Linked DNA regions of Mus musculus: region 1 is linked to region 2. The links are chromatin contacts, called in public ChIA-PET maps. All regions are on one chromosome and are shown on one strand. The core of a region is the stretch at or near the end of the contact, and the rest is flanking DNA. Distances in the headings are between cores, read along the strand shown. Region 1 holds the start of D16Ertd472e (DNA segment, Chr 16, ERATO Doi 472, expressed). Region 2 overlaps D16Ertd472e (DNA segment, Chr 16, ERATO Doi 472, expressed).

The links. ChIA-PET counts read pairs in DNA pulled down with a chosen protein or histone mark.
Region 1: a contact with region 2 is called in an RNA polymerase II ChIA-PET map of memory CD8 T cells, with 1,571 read pairs. The contact joins the promoter of D16Ertd472e here to the enhancer-like site in region 2. A contact is called at or near these places in 5 of 39 promoter capture datasets (the C10 cell line, the HPC-7 cell line, liver and 2 more), 1 of 15 datasets of contacts at CTCF or cohesin (CD8 T cells), 61 of 484 Hi-C or Micro-C datasets (B cells, CD4 T cells, CD8 T cells and 37 more), 18 of 115 datasets of contacts at active chromatin or transcription factors (the 230-238 cell line, CD4 T cells, CD4 single positive thymocytes and 12 more) and 4 of 9 other capture datasets (adipose tissue, embryonic stem cells, liver and 1 more).

The regions. Positions count from the first base shown.
Region 1 is chr16:78,574,182-78,581,292 of GRCm38.p6, forward strand. It overlaps D16Ertd472e (DNA segment, Chr 16, ERATO Doi 472, expressed), which reads right to left and starts at 2,507. Exons shown (of 5, transcript NM_001252439.1): 1 at 2,243-2,507; 2 at 1,740-1,873. The coding sequence starts at 1,866.
Region 2 is chr16:78,537,647-78,544,388 of GRCm38.p6, forward strand. It overlaps D16Ertd472e (DNA segment, Chr 16, ERATO Doi 472, expressed), which reads right to left. Exons shown (of 5, transcript NM_001252439.1): 5 at 2,690-6,742. Among named protein-coding and RNA genes, the nearest start is that of 4930478L05Rik, 19 kb to the right of the region's middle. Within about 2 kb of position 2,620, at least 105 of the 459 cell types and tissues checked have an H3K27ac peak or open chromatin away from gene starts, as enhancers often do. A contact at or near this core is called in B cells, CD4 single positive thymocytes, CD8 T cells and 27 more, where this site is marked.

The DNA.
Region 1 (7,111 bases), core at 1,257-3,756, 36 kb after region 2:
TTAGTTAAAAGGCAGCTTCAGAAGGGCCAGGAAAGCAATTATGAAAACTGAGGTCTCTGCAGTAAAGTGTTATATGGCATGATGATTTACGTATCAGGAAGCACCAATTAGGGAAAGCTGGCTGAATCAAAAACCAATTAGGATTCGGGAGGAAGGATTTCCAGCATCTATCCCACAGTTCACTACCTATTGACAGTAGATGAGTGGGACTGAGGTCACAGCCACAAGAACTAGATGGCCGGGCTTCGAAGCCTGGGACTACCAATTACTAGCGATGTGCCTTCAAACTGCACTCCTTAGGTCTCTCATGTTCCATTCCATCACATTCAAACAAGTAATCATAGCAGGCATCCCAGAGCTATTTTGAATGAAGATAATCCAGTAAGACGCTTAGGGCCAGGCTTGGCACAGATGTGCTCCCAGCAAACATTTGCCTGGCACAGAAGAACAGCTTGCTGACGCCACTCCAGCAACCTGGAGCAGCCCACCCACCCACCAGGCCTCAGTTTCTTCCAGACAACACAGAGATTGCAAGTTGATCCTGTCTGATGTCTCTGCCCTTCTAAAATGTAAACTTCCAGGAGGTGTGAGAACACACAGGAAAAAAAACTGTTTCCAAAGAGCAGAAGTGTGCCCTCTCACTGGGGCACAGAGAACATAAATATAAACTCCACACACACATAAAAAAAAATCGTCATTTCTAAGTCACGCTTTTAAAACTAGGTGTAATCACTACAATTTACTAAAGCCAGAGTAACAAGCATACTACTTAGCCCACAGAAACTCCATGATGCGCCAAGACAGACACCATTTGGAAGCTACAACACTTCTGAGTAACAAGTCCTAACAGGAATGGCAAAGTCTATGATCTCAGTACAGGAGTGTGCTTAGCAATAAGGATACATTGTCCCTCTTAATAAGACAAAAAAAAAATCATGAAAGTCTTTAAAGACAAAATGAAATGTTGTTTTGAAACCAAGCCCTTAAGCATCTAGGTATTTCAAAATATTTAGTATCTAGTAAGATCTTTCTCTACTGACAGACACATTAGAACCTCAAAATTCAAGTTATACACAAATTTTTATTTTGGGGGAAATTTTAAGATTCTTCTTCAGTGTGACTCATAGATACCCCAAAAGACTTGGGGTTTCACTGTGACAGTGCAAATAGAAAGCTCACAGCCCATGTTTCCTGGAAACATCTAGGACCCAGTTATCTGTGTACCCAACACAACCTTCAGCAAAAGGTTTAATTTCTCAAGCATTTCTTTTACACATTCTCACAATGGTACTGGCATCGAAAGAATTGAAAAGTCCTTTTTTAAAAAGATTATTAATATTAAAGGAAGTTATTTAAAATCTGATATAAACAACTTAAAAAAATAAAAGTTAGTTAAAATTCACCACATGATGGGAAAAATAGAGACTAAGTTTGGCAGAAAGGAGTAAAATTATATCTGCCCACGTGTACGGTCATGTTGATTCTTAAATGTTTATCAGACAATACCTGCACTTCATTTCATATTAGTTAAAAGGAGCTTAACATTCTGTTATAAAGACAAACATTTCCCTCGACTCATAACTATTGTTAACTCTGGCTTCATTTCCAGAAACCCTTAGCAGATCTTCACTTAGGACAATCTCTAGGCTTTCAAGCAGTTGCAGTGTTACCTCCAAACATCTCAGCCTAAGTTGCACAAAGTAGTACGCGGCACGCAGTTAAAACCGCAGAATCCTTACCCTCGAGATTTAGCTCGAAGCAAATGTGGCAGAAGGAGAGCGTGTCTTTGTCTGTTCCCAGTTTACAAACACTGCAAATGTTGTCATCATTCAAGTCAATGCTTACAAACTGCTCCTCTTCGTTCATAGTGCCCCTATGAGGAAAGAGAAAGGAGCAAGTTACACAACGGCAAAAACTTGCTTATGGCCTGCAGTAACCGACCAAAAACCCCCCCAAAAACCGAAAAAGGAGGCGTTTGCAACAGCCCTGTCAGGCAAGCATCGCCATACCTGGAGTTACAGTATCACAGTTTTACTGCGAAAAAGCAAAAGGGCTGCCCACAGGAGACACCCGCCTCCCGGGTCGCGCCGGCAGACACCCGGCCTGTCAACCAACTTCGGGTCGGTCGCTGTGGCCAGAAGGAGCCGCTGGGACGCGGCTTTGCCAACTTCTGGGTGAGCGTCTGGAGGCGTCCCGCTAACTCGGTTACCCGGCTCCCCGGCTCCGCCGCGGCAAGACGCACGTGGGGACTGGGACACCCGGGAAGGATCGGCTCACGTCGGAGACTCTTCAGCCACGGACCGGAGGGTCCCGGGGACGCCACTCGAGGATCGTGGGCGTCCGGCACGGCGTGGGATCCGTCTCGTCTGTCCGTCCGTCCCGGCACTGGTCCTGAGCACCAGAGCGGCTCAGAGAAGGACCTCTACCGTCCGGCTCCGCGGGCCACCGTCCGCGCGCCACGATCCGATCCGCACTATTGTTTCCGCCGGCGCCGCAGCGCAGACAGCAGCGCGCTCCGCCCCGCCCGGGCCGCCTGCGCCACCCCGAGCCGCCCACGGGGAGAGCGGCCGGGCCAGCCCACAGCCCCAGGGCCCCACGTGGCCACCCTAGCGCAGGGAGTGTAGCCGCCCTCCGCCCGCCCCGCGCCGCCCCGCGCCCCCGTGCGCATCCTCTTGCGCCTCCGCGGAGAGCATCTCGCTCCCCTCCGCGTGGCGCACATGGACCCGTCCGGCCCGCCTCCCTGCAGCCCCTGAAAACTCCAGCCACTTGCGGATTGCAGGAATGGGCCCACGGCTAAGCCTGAGGGGTGGAGGAGGAGAAAGGCACACACGCGTGGGGAGTGTATTGCTTCAAAACCAGGAGCCTGAACCAAGTATTATCCTTGAACTCCTGTTTCATGTTGGTTGACTTTCTGAATGAGATAAAAGTTGATAATTCAGATATCCCGATTTAGGTATAATTCTAGAAGCAGAGCATCTTTTCTTCGAATTATGTATCACGATGTGGTACCTCCCATGCACATCCACGGAAAACATTCCCGAGGCTCCGCCTCTTGTTTTTAAGTCTACCCCTTTCCTAAACTTTTTTTTTTTTTAGTATGTAAATGTACTTTCATCATCTGCTTGACTCCTTAAGCCTTGCCTAGGCCACAAGTCTACGCAATACTTTCAGTTACGTTTGCTATGCTAGTCTTTCTCAACAGTCCACAGAAGAGAAACAGGAAACTCGGCTCTTGCAGTTTAGTGGTGACTAACCCTTTATCGCAGTTTCTTAGAAACAAAAACTGGAGCTTGAACTCAAGGCTGCGGAGGTAAAGCCACTAATCAAGGACTCAAAAAAGTCATCTGTGCCCATGCTACCGAAGTGTGGTGGATGACTCAAAGACCCCATGTGGCGTTTTTACAAATGCAGAATCCAGAAATCAATACCTTGCTCTGAAAAAGACCCCCAGATCCATGGACCTGAGGTGCCTCAGCGGGGGTGGCATGAGGTGGGATGGGGGAGGGGGAGTGTTTGCTATGGCAAACCTGGCAACCTGAGCTCCATTCCCAGTGGAACGGAAGTACTAACTCCACAAAGCTGTCCTCCAAGAGTGTCCCACAGTCACCAGGACACGCCCCCCCATTAATAATAATAATGAATATTTTATAGGTCCCTGCCCCCTATGCATATTAAAATTTGGGGTGTGTTAAATATCTTGCATTTTGGATTCTACTCATTTATTTAATTAAAGTGATTTTTACAAAGTTTATATTTGTATGTGTATGTTTGTATATGTGGTGTGTATGATGTGTGCATGATCATATCCTGGCATGTGTGTGGAGCTCAGAGGACAACTTCAGATGTCTGTCCTCATTTTTTTTTTTTAAATCTTGTTTGAGAAAGGGCCTCATTGCTGTTCATAGGTGTGTAGTGTAGGCTAGTGGGCCAGTGGGCTTCTCATGATCTCCCTGTCTCCAGCTCCCATGTTGCAGTAAATGTGTTAAGTTTGTTTGTTTTCTCCTGGTGTGTTAGTCAGGGTTCTCTAGAGTGACAGAACTTATGGAATGTATATATTGTGATGACTTACAGTCTGTAGTCCAACTAACCCAACAATGGTCAGCTGTGAATGGGAAGTCCAGGAATCTAGTATTTGTTCGGTCCCACAAGGCTAGTTGTTTCAGCTTGCCTTCTGTAGAAGTAGGTTTCAACAGATGTGCTGGCAAGTAAGTGCAAGCAGGCAAAGAAGAATGATTCTTCCTTCTTCCAAAGTCCTTATGTAGGTCTCCAGCAGAAGGTGTGGCCCAGATTAAAGGTGTGTGCTGGCACAACTGAGTCTGGGACTTGTTTTGTCCCAGGATGACTTTGAACTAAGAGATCTCTTTGCCTTAATCTCCTGGGATTAAAGGCCAGTACTACCTTGGCTGGGCCTAAATTTTTCATGGCCGCTATGCCTTAAGATCACCATGCCAAGATCCAAGTCAGAAGCTTGTGTCTTCCAGCCTCAAGATCTGGATCACAGGTAAGCTGTCCAATTCTAGATTGTAGTTCATTCCAGGTATAGTCAAGTTGACAACCAAGAGTAGCCATTACACTTGGATCTGGGCAACTGAACTCTGGTCCTCATACTTACATAGAAAGCTCTTTACCCACACCTTGAAGCCATTGCAGGTCCACAGATCTGAGTGCTGTTTTCGGATGTAGGTACATATTTAGGGAATTTGGGGTAGGACCGGAAATCCTGCACTTGTAGCGAGGCCGCATGAAGTCAGTGTTACTGACTCTTGTACTTTCACTCCATCAACATGGACATTGGCTGCTTTTTTGAGGCACTGATGAGTTACATCATAATTCATCAGTTCTCATAACCGATAAGCTTTCAAGATCGGTGGCTCTATGTTATCTGTCTCTCTATTCTCTTGGGTAAATAACTAGGGCAGAATTGCTAGATGATATGGTGAACATTTGCTTATTTTGTGTCAGGGTACGTGTGAATGTGAGGATCAAATCCATGTGAGTTGCACAAGTACCACACCACTAACTCAAATTCCCATTCAGTTTAAAAAGGAAATTGCCAAATGTGTTCCCTCAGTGCTTATGCAACTTTAGACACTGAGAATCGTTGATATACTCTTAGTGAATTGATACCCGCTATGGCTTAAATCTAAGACGCAGTCCCCATAGGTTCATGATCTGAAGGCTTGTGTATCCTAGCGGTTGGTACTGTTTTAGGGACCACGAAAATTTCTGGAGGCAGAACCCAGCTAGTAGAAGTGGATCACTGGGAGGAAGTCTGAATATTATTAGCCTGGTCTTTAGTGCTGGCCCAGCACTGAAGACTCTGTTTCCTACTCTCCCCATATGTACACATCCACTGCCATTTAGTTCACATCAGCTTCCAAGAGCTGCACCACCTCCCATGCCTTCCCTGCCGTGGGATGTGGGATGAGCTGAAATCCTTCTGAAGTCCTGAGACCAAATAAACCTAAGTTGTTTCAGTCTGGTGCTTGTGTTACTGTGGTACAGAAATCACAAATACAACTAGTTTTATTTGAAAATGAAAGGGGGAGCAGCGGGGGCGGGCTCCTGTTGTTGCAAAGAATATCTCTGAAAGGAAAGAGTCACTGGGCAGCTTTCAAAGCCAATCAGATCCTGTAGAAGAAAAGACCTGGGTTCAGAAAGAAAAGGAATGCAGAGAGAAGACACAGAGGAACAAAACCCAGAGTGCTAGTGATCTCAGATATAACAGCACCCAACCTAACACACATGTATGACTGCAGTACTGGGGGCGGCAGGGAGGAGAAGGGCAGTGGGGGGAGGGGGACAAGCTAGAGTTGATGAAAAGTATCAGCCATATCTCAGAAGCTCAACAAACCTGAAGCTAGACAAAAGAGTCCCAACGAACACATAATGAAAAGAAAAACAACAAGGAAAAGAGAAAAACCATCAAGTAGACCGAGAAGAGAGATGCATTTAAAGAGGAGTTGAGAAACTGCTACAGTTTTCTTATTAGAAATCATACAAACCCGAAAAACCTGGAATAAAGACTTTCACAGGTGGAAACAGAGCTGGACTCCTAAATTTCTGTTTACCCAGTGTAGCTCTGAAAATAAAGACATCTCCACACAAAGAGAAGCAGAAGATCTAGCCATTCTTAAGGAAATGTTGAGAGAATTCAGTCGACCTTTCAGTTTATTTGAGAGATACTAATGGGAAAACACTGTATTTGGAGCCTTCGGTACAGTAAGGCACAGTAATATGTGACTCTAATCATAGAAACCATTAGAAGCAGAATCTTTAATGTCAGAAACGCTTCAGAAGATTATGCCAAACCAACTGGGAGAATCCTAGAGATATAACTCACCAACCCCAGGAAACAGCAAGCGTAGAGATCTCAGGCCTAGTCTGTGAGGAACTATGTTTAGCCAACAACCTGAAAAACTTGGGCTTCGTTTCAGCATCCTACGGACATCCTAATTTTAGCCTCAGTGGACCCAAAACAGAGCATTCAACTGAAATACATTTTACCGGATATTTTTTTTACCCATTGTCTCCATTAATGTTCTGCTGCTGAGAGGAGACACCACGACCACAGCAACTCTGATAAAAGAAAGGATTTAATTGGGGCTGGCTTGCAGTTTCCAACGTTTAGTTTATTATCAAAATGGCGGGGGGGATAATGGCAGCCTCCAGGCAACGCAGCAGTAGCTGAGATTTCTAGCTTTTGAGAACCTCAAAGCCAACCCCCAGTGACATACTTCCTCCAACAAAGCCACGCCTCCTAATCCTTTCAAATAGTGCCGCTCCCCTGTAGCCAAGCATTCAAATCTATGAGCCAGTGGGAGAAATGGTTATTGAAACCATGCCTAGCCAACCATGAGATAATAAATGGATATGGCCTTAGGCCATTAAACATGCCTTAATTTGTTATGCCAGTTTTATGAAACTGATACAGTGAGTATATATAAAGTTTTAGAAAAGTTTGGAGTTTGTTTAGAAGTTATTTTGGCGGCATTCTGCTTGATTGTCTCCAAACATGTTTTTAAACTCAGTTTGTAAGTGCATATAGCTGTTCCTTTATCCTGTCCTTAGACGAGGACTTTCTAAGGTCTCTATTCTATGTCATGATGCT
Region 2 (6,742 bases), core at 1,370-3,869:
TGTAAACATGTAGTCTTTGAACACCTTCTTATTTAGAGTATCATTTACATAAAAAGGGCGTTGCTCTGCCCTCAGGGTCCCTCTTGGTTTTTTTTTTTGTTTGTTTGTTTTTTGTTTTTTGTTTTTGTTTTTATTCACTATGTTTAGAAGTCCTTGCCAGGCTCCAAGACACCTGTAAAGACATCTAGGTTCTAACAGGTCACTGAAGAAATAAGGGAGAACAATTTCAGAGCTAGTTTGAAACGAGGCAGTTCGGACAACCGAGTAAGAACAGAGCTTCTTAGTGAGCTGAGGCTGAGAGAAGTCACGACGAATTTCTTTTAAGTGTGGCTAAACAGTAAAACTTCGCTTGTGGTCTGGTACACTTCCTGGCAACTTTTACAAACTCCACTCTTCATCTCTTTCCTTTCCTGATGTAGTGCTATCACTCAAGAATATTAGGTATTATTAAAGGATTTATTTTTCAGACAGTCTTATGTAGCCGTCTGGCTCCCAACTTGTTAGAAAGCCCAAGGGTGACCTTGAGTTCCTGAGCCTTTAGCCTCCTGAGTGTTAGACCACAGGCATGCACCTCTAAACAGGGTTTAGGGTTAGATTTCTGAGACTTCCCAGGGTGATTCACATTTTCGCAACACATTCAGTGTTTCAATTCTTTGATATTACTTATGGTGTAATCTACTTCTGACCTTTTCCACAACTGTCTGTTTTTCTTAGTTTTAAATTATCACCATATAAGCATCATAAAATGACTTTAAAAGTCACTGATGAAGGACAGGTGGGATGGCTCAGTGGGTAGAGGCAGGTGAACTGACGTCACAAAGCTGTCCCCTGGCCTCCATTGCACACCACAGACAGTGAGATGGTCCTCTTGCAAGTGCTCTTAGCCACGAGCCACCTCTTCACTCCTAATAAAAATTCAATCATGAATGAGAAAAGGCTAATTTAATATTGATTCATTATGCTAACCACAAGGATTTTTGACTAATACACTCTTTCCTTATTTCAAATGTTTTTTAAAAAGCCAACTGAAATATAGGTGTGTTTTATTCATTTTTACAAATTTTTATTTGGTGTATATGAATATTTTGCTTGCTTAGATATCTGCACACCACCTGTGTGTCTGACCCCCATGGAGGACAAAAGAAGGTACTGGATCCGCTGGGAACTGCAGGTTCAGTTATTAGCAGCCCTGGGGACTCTGGGACTTGAACCTGTGTCCTCTGGGAGAACAGTCAGGGCTCTTAACCAGAGCCATCTCTCCAGCCCTCTAAAGTTTTATTCTTAGTAGCTCAACTTGGGGAAAAACAAAAGAAAACAAGCCCCCCCCCCCAAACAAAACAAAACAGTCAAATTCAAATTGTTGAAGCAGCTAACTGGATACAGAGTATTTTAGTTAGGGTTTTACTGCTGTGAACAGACACTATGACCAAGGCAAGTCTTTTTTTTTTAATTTTTTTATTAGATATTTTCTTTATTTACATTTCAAATGCTATCCCAAAAGTTCCCTATACCCTCCCCCTGTCCCGCTCTCCTACCCATCCACTCCCACTTCTTGACCCTGGTGTTCCCCTGTACTGGGGCATATAAAGATTGCAAGACCTAGGGGCCTCTCTTTCCGACTAGGCCATCATGTGCTACATATGCAGCTAGAGACACAAGCTCTGGGGGTACTGGTTAGTTCATATTGTTGTTCCACCTATAGGGTTGCAGACCCCTTCAGCTCCTTGGTTACTTTCTCTAGCTCCTCCATTGGGGGCCCTGTGATCCATCCAATAGCTGACACTGAGCATCCACTTCTGTGTTTACCAGTCACTGGCACATTCAGCAAAATCTTGCTGACGTATGCAATAGTGTCTGCGTTTGGTGGCTGATTATGGGATGGATCCCTGGGGTGGGGTAGTCTCTGGATGGTCCATCCTTTCCTCTTAGCTCCAAACTTTGTCTCTATAACTCCTTCCATGGGTATTTTGTTCCCTATTCTAAGGAGGAATGAAGCATCTACACTTTTGACCAAGGCAAGTCTTATAAAGGACAACATTTAATTGGGGCTGGCTTCCAAGTTCAGAAGTTCAATCCACCATCATCAAGGCAGGAACATGGCAGCATCCAGGCAGGAATGGTGCAGGCAGAGCTGAGAGTTCTACAACTTCATCTGAAGGCTGCTAGTGGAAGACTGGCTTCCAGGTAGCTAGGATCAGGGTCTTAAAGCCCACACCCAGAGACACACCTACTCCAACAAGGCCACACCGCCAAACAGTGCCACTCCCTGGGCCGAGCATATACAATCCATCACACAGCATAAGATTATATAAAAGTTTCAGGGTAGGCAAGCTATATGATTAAAAAGAAGAAAGAAGGAGGAAGAGGAAGGGAGAAGGAGAAAGAAGAGGGAGGAGAGGAAGGAAGGGAGGGAGGGAGGGAGGGAGGGAGGGAGGGAGGGAGGGAGGGAGGGAGGCAGAGAAGCAAGCAGGTAGGTCTGCTCTTTTTACACTGACTGGGGCTGGAAATATGGCTCAGCAGGTAAAGAGGCTTGCTGTGAAGTCTGAGAACCTGAGCTTGATCCTTGAGACCCGCGTGGTAGGAGGACAGAACTGATTCTAGAAGCTTCTGACCTCCACAAGACACATGCGGCCTGGTGTGCCTGCCGCCAGTAAACACAGAAATGTAAGAAAATCAACCGAGGCTCGGAGATAGCTACCAAAATATTTGTTTTATTCTTGTAAAGTTAAAAATAGTAGACAGACTTATCTAGTTACAGTTTCAAAGCAGAATACAAATATATAAATTGCATATAACCCGGACGAAGACAAAATAATCTTTTTGTTTCTTTTGGAGACCAACTTAGCTTTGATCACGGCAGTTTCATTTTCGCTTTCTAAATGGCAGCAACATTGCTGAAAAGAAGTTTTCAAAGCACACATTGAAGTTCAAGGACTGCTGCAGATGCAGCCAGGTTTCGCTGTCGCTGTCACTGTCTCTGTCTCACACACACACACACACACACACACACACACACACACACACATCACTACGAAGCACTTTTTAAAGCCACCTCCTCTGGAGGCAGTAGGGCAGGGGAAAAAAACAAGAAATCAAACCAATCCGATCTTCAAAGCTAAATCCACTACACTTGGTGCACAGTGGCTGGTGCAGCTTTAAATGAGTCTGTCTCCAGGACATCTTTGCTTCTCGTTGGTAACCTTGAAATTGGGGGGAAATTACTGAGAAATTTCAAACTAGTTTGAAATTAAACTACTTTGCTAATTGGAGTTTTCTTCAAACTAAAAATATCAGTGAAAACATTTACAAATTAAATGTCTAAAAATCTTAACTGTCTACACCCACGTGATCGGTTCCTATCAAGGTGGGCACGGCCTGGGGTTGCTCAGGTGAAGGCTGATGTCAGCCGGGGAACCGAAAGGAATTGGGGAAATGAAAGGCAAAGGTCACACACACACTCTTCCTAGACCAGCGTGACTTCCCCTTCCCCAAGGTGTCCGATTATTTCAGCAGATAAACTCTTCTGTACCCCACACCACAAAGCTTAACTTGGCAACAGTATTTTATTTAGGGCTCTGTCCTTTAGTGTTTTTTTTTTTAAACCAAATTTTCTCAGAAAAAAAAAAATTCTGTTCAAGGTAAAACCGGAATCAAACCCAAAACAAATCAAGTCTCTGCGTTAAGTCATAGCTTAACAGAGGGTATATTATAATTTTTATACGTATGAAGTCTTAAAAGATCCACACATCTTGCTGTAGCGTGAACAGTAGTAATATCTGTCAGTAAATGAGCTTGCAAAAAGTAAAACAAACAACTCCTTCAAACAATCAAAACAAAACGTGATGACAGGAACGCTATACTCCGCCATTAAATAACAGCTCATGTCCATGGAATTATTTTGCCTGGTCACACATCTGAACCCTTTAAAAGGCCAGCGAGATCTTTAACATTCTCACTTAAGTACACAAACTGATTAAAAAGGATGACTTTGAAAATTAACAAAAACCTGACAAGCCTTAAAAGAATAAACACCAAGGTGAGTTCTATATAAACAAACAAAATGGTAAAAGCCATTTCTCAATGGTCCATAGGAAACAGCAAGAGTCCAAGAAACCACAAGCTACCTGTCAAGATGGCAACGAAGTATTCTTCAACCATGTTCCTGAAATCACTTGCCAGGATGCACACGTTTTGAAAAATAATCATTAAGTGTTATATAAGAATGGGAGAGGCAAACATGGGACTTGGAAACGCAAGGGTTTCCTTGACTCCAGTGCTACACGCAGGAAGCACACAGTGAAGCAAGCGGACTGTTTGGATCATCAGCGTGGCGTGCCAAGTGGATGCCCGTTCCAAAGAACTAACTTAGAAATTAATGCGAGAATCAGGCGGTAATCTCTGGAGAAATGCTACAAGAATGGACAACAGGAGTATTTAAGCCAAGCATGGCAATGTATGTCAATCCCCTCCCCTCCCCCCCATGTCTCCACTCAGAAGGCTGAAGCGGTAAGATGGCCACTAAGCTTGGGTCTGGGCAACATAATAGAACCCAAACCAGAAACCAAACCTTTGTATATGTACTAGGGTGACAGGAATTAATAACTCAGGGCCTGATATGTGCTAGGCACATAAAAACACTAATCTTTAAAGAAAAATATGTGTTAAAATCACATCTGACTTCTGATTTTTAAAATATGCACCTTGTTTAACTATGAAGTCTAATTTTTAAAATATGCACCTTGTTTAACTATGAAGTCTAGTATGACAAAACTTCACTTCGCTCCTCGTAGAAGCTCGGGCTTCTACGTACGGGCTCACTAGCAGTGCATCTGTTGTTGTTGTTGTTGTTTTTAAATGAAATCACGTGTGAAGTTTCTTCTGAACTTTCTCAAAACACACAACAACTTTGAAAGAGCCAAACAGAGAAGAAACCAGTACTTGTAAAAGTTCCTGCTTCCTTAAACTGGACCTCAACTCTGTCCCCTTCCTTATTTTTGCATATACAATAACTGCATATTCAATCAAGAGCATGTATCAAGCTAGGAGTAAGATATAGACCTGAACCACAGCACTAGATCTCCTCCTGAGGCAGGAGATTTGCCACGAATCCCAGGCCAGCCTGGTCCACAAAGAGAACTCTAGGCTAGCAAAAGCTATGTAGCAAGACCCTGTGTCAAAACAAGCAAGCAAGCAAGCCACCACCACAACCAAGAACCCTGAACAAATAACTGGCAGTTGAATTACACAAAGTAGTGCGCTCCAGCAAAACCCACGCGCATGGGTACGAGTGCTCCCACCAGCACCAGAGACAGACTACGGAGCACTATTCCTTTGGTGTTTCCAGTGAAATATCTAAAAGAAATGAATCAGAGGTCCCAGTTAAGACCTTAAAGAGTACATGGGAGAAATTCCAATTATTCCAAACTCATTAGTAAACTAAGTGTTTGCCAATAAGAGATAAGCAAACGTTTTTCTTTGGGTAACACTGGTACTTAGGACTGCACCGTAGGGTATGTCTCCTCGGATAGAAATACACGGAGTACTGCACATTCCAAAAGCCGACTCTCTTATACTCCTATGGCTGTCCCGACTGCTTTTCCATCATCCAGACAGAAGCCCAAGTGTGCTGCCATCCTTAAGGAGTTACGCCAGGCAGGAGTGCAGTCACGTTGGAAAATGTAACCATAACAACCAAGCACTGAAACACTTACTGGCATAATCAGGACACGTTGTCTTCACCCAGCTTGTAAATGTGGACCCTTCCATATTGCACACATTCAATTTAAAGCTCACCAAAACTAAGGCAATGAGTTCACCTCTGCTCCCCAGATTTTAAATTCATTTTGGATGACTCAAAGAACTGAGAGAAACTGAAAAGTATTCTTTTTTTTTTTTTTTCTTTTTCCCCAGAAACTCCTTCCAAAAAGCTTCAAAGGTAAGTTTTCTTCAGGACAGAGCAAAACCAATGGGACATTGACTAATGCACACAGCCAGGCCAGTTTAACACATCCTAGCATCAGGAAAAGGTGCTTTTTCTACAGTGAGGCAGCTGTTTGCTTAGTCAAATATTATTTATGTTCAATATTAAAGTCTGACCCATGCCCAGGTACAGACTGCCGACTTCAAGGCAGAAACCATCTTTATGCATGAGGGGCTGCCAAGTGAGGGGCTGCCAAGTGAATGAATGGGTTTTCTTTCCTTAGATTTCTGCAGGCAAAACCTATCAGCCACACAAATACATTCTAAGCATCAGCTAAAGAGTTCATCTTAATTTTGCACTAGCTTTTGTGTCATCATTAACTTAGTAGCTAAGAATATGAAACCAAAGTAGCTTATACTATCCTTTTTATTGAAGTTTTTTTTTTGGGTGGTGGTGGTGCTATAATCGTCTATCCCTTTAGAGTTTTAAAACTTAGAAAAGTACCTTGAAATGCTTTTCCTTTTCTTTCTTTAATGGTTTGTTATTATTATTTTTTGGACTAATTTCAGTGATGTGGATAGCAGAATTTGGACAGTTCGTAGATTACGGGAACTCCATGTGAAGTGGCACACATAATAATTTTATTTTTTCCCCCAAAGGAAGACCAGTGCAGTCTGAAGATAGTTGACCTACTTTGTCCAAAACTAACACATCCAAGAAAGTGTTGAGAATTAAGAAGCAGGGCAGGGCCACTACTTTTATGGAGACTGACACATACAAACTAGAATAGTCTTTTCTTCCTAAGCGAATTCAGCACTGTTT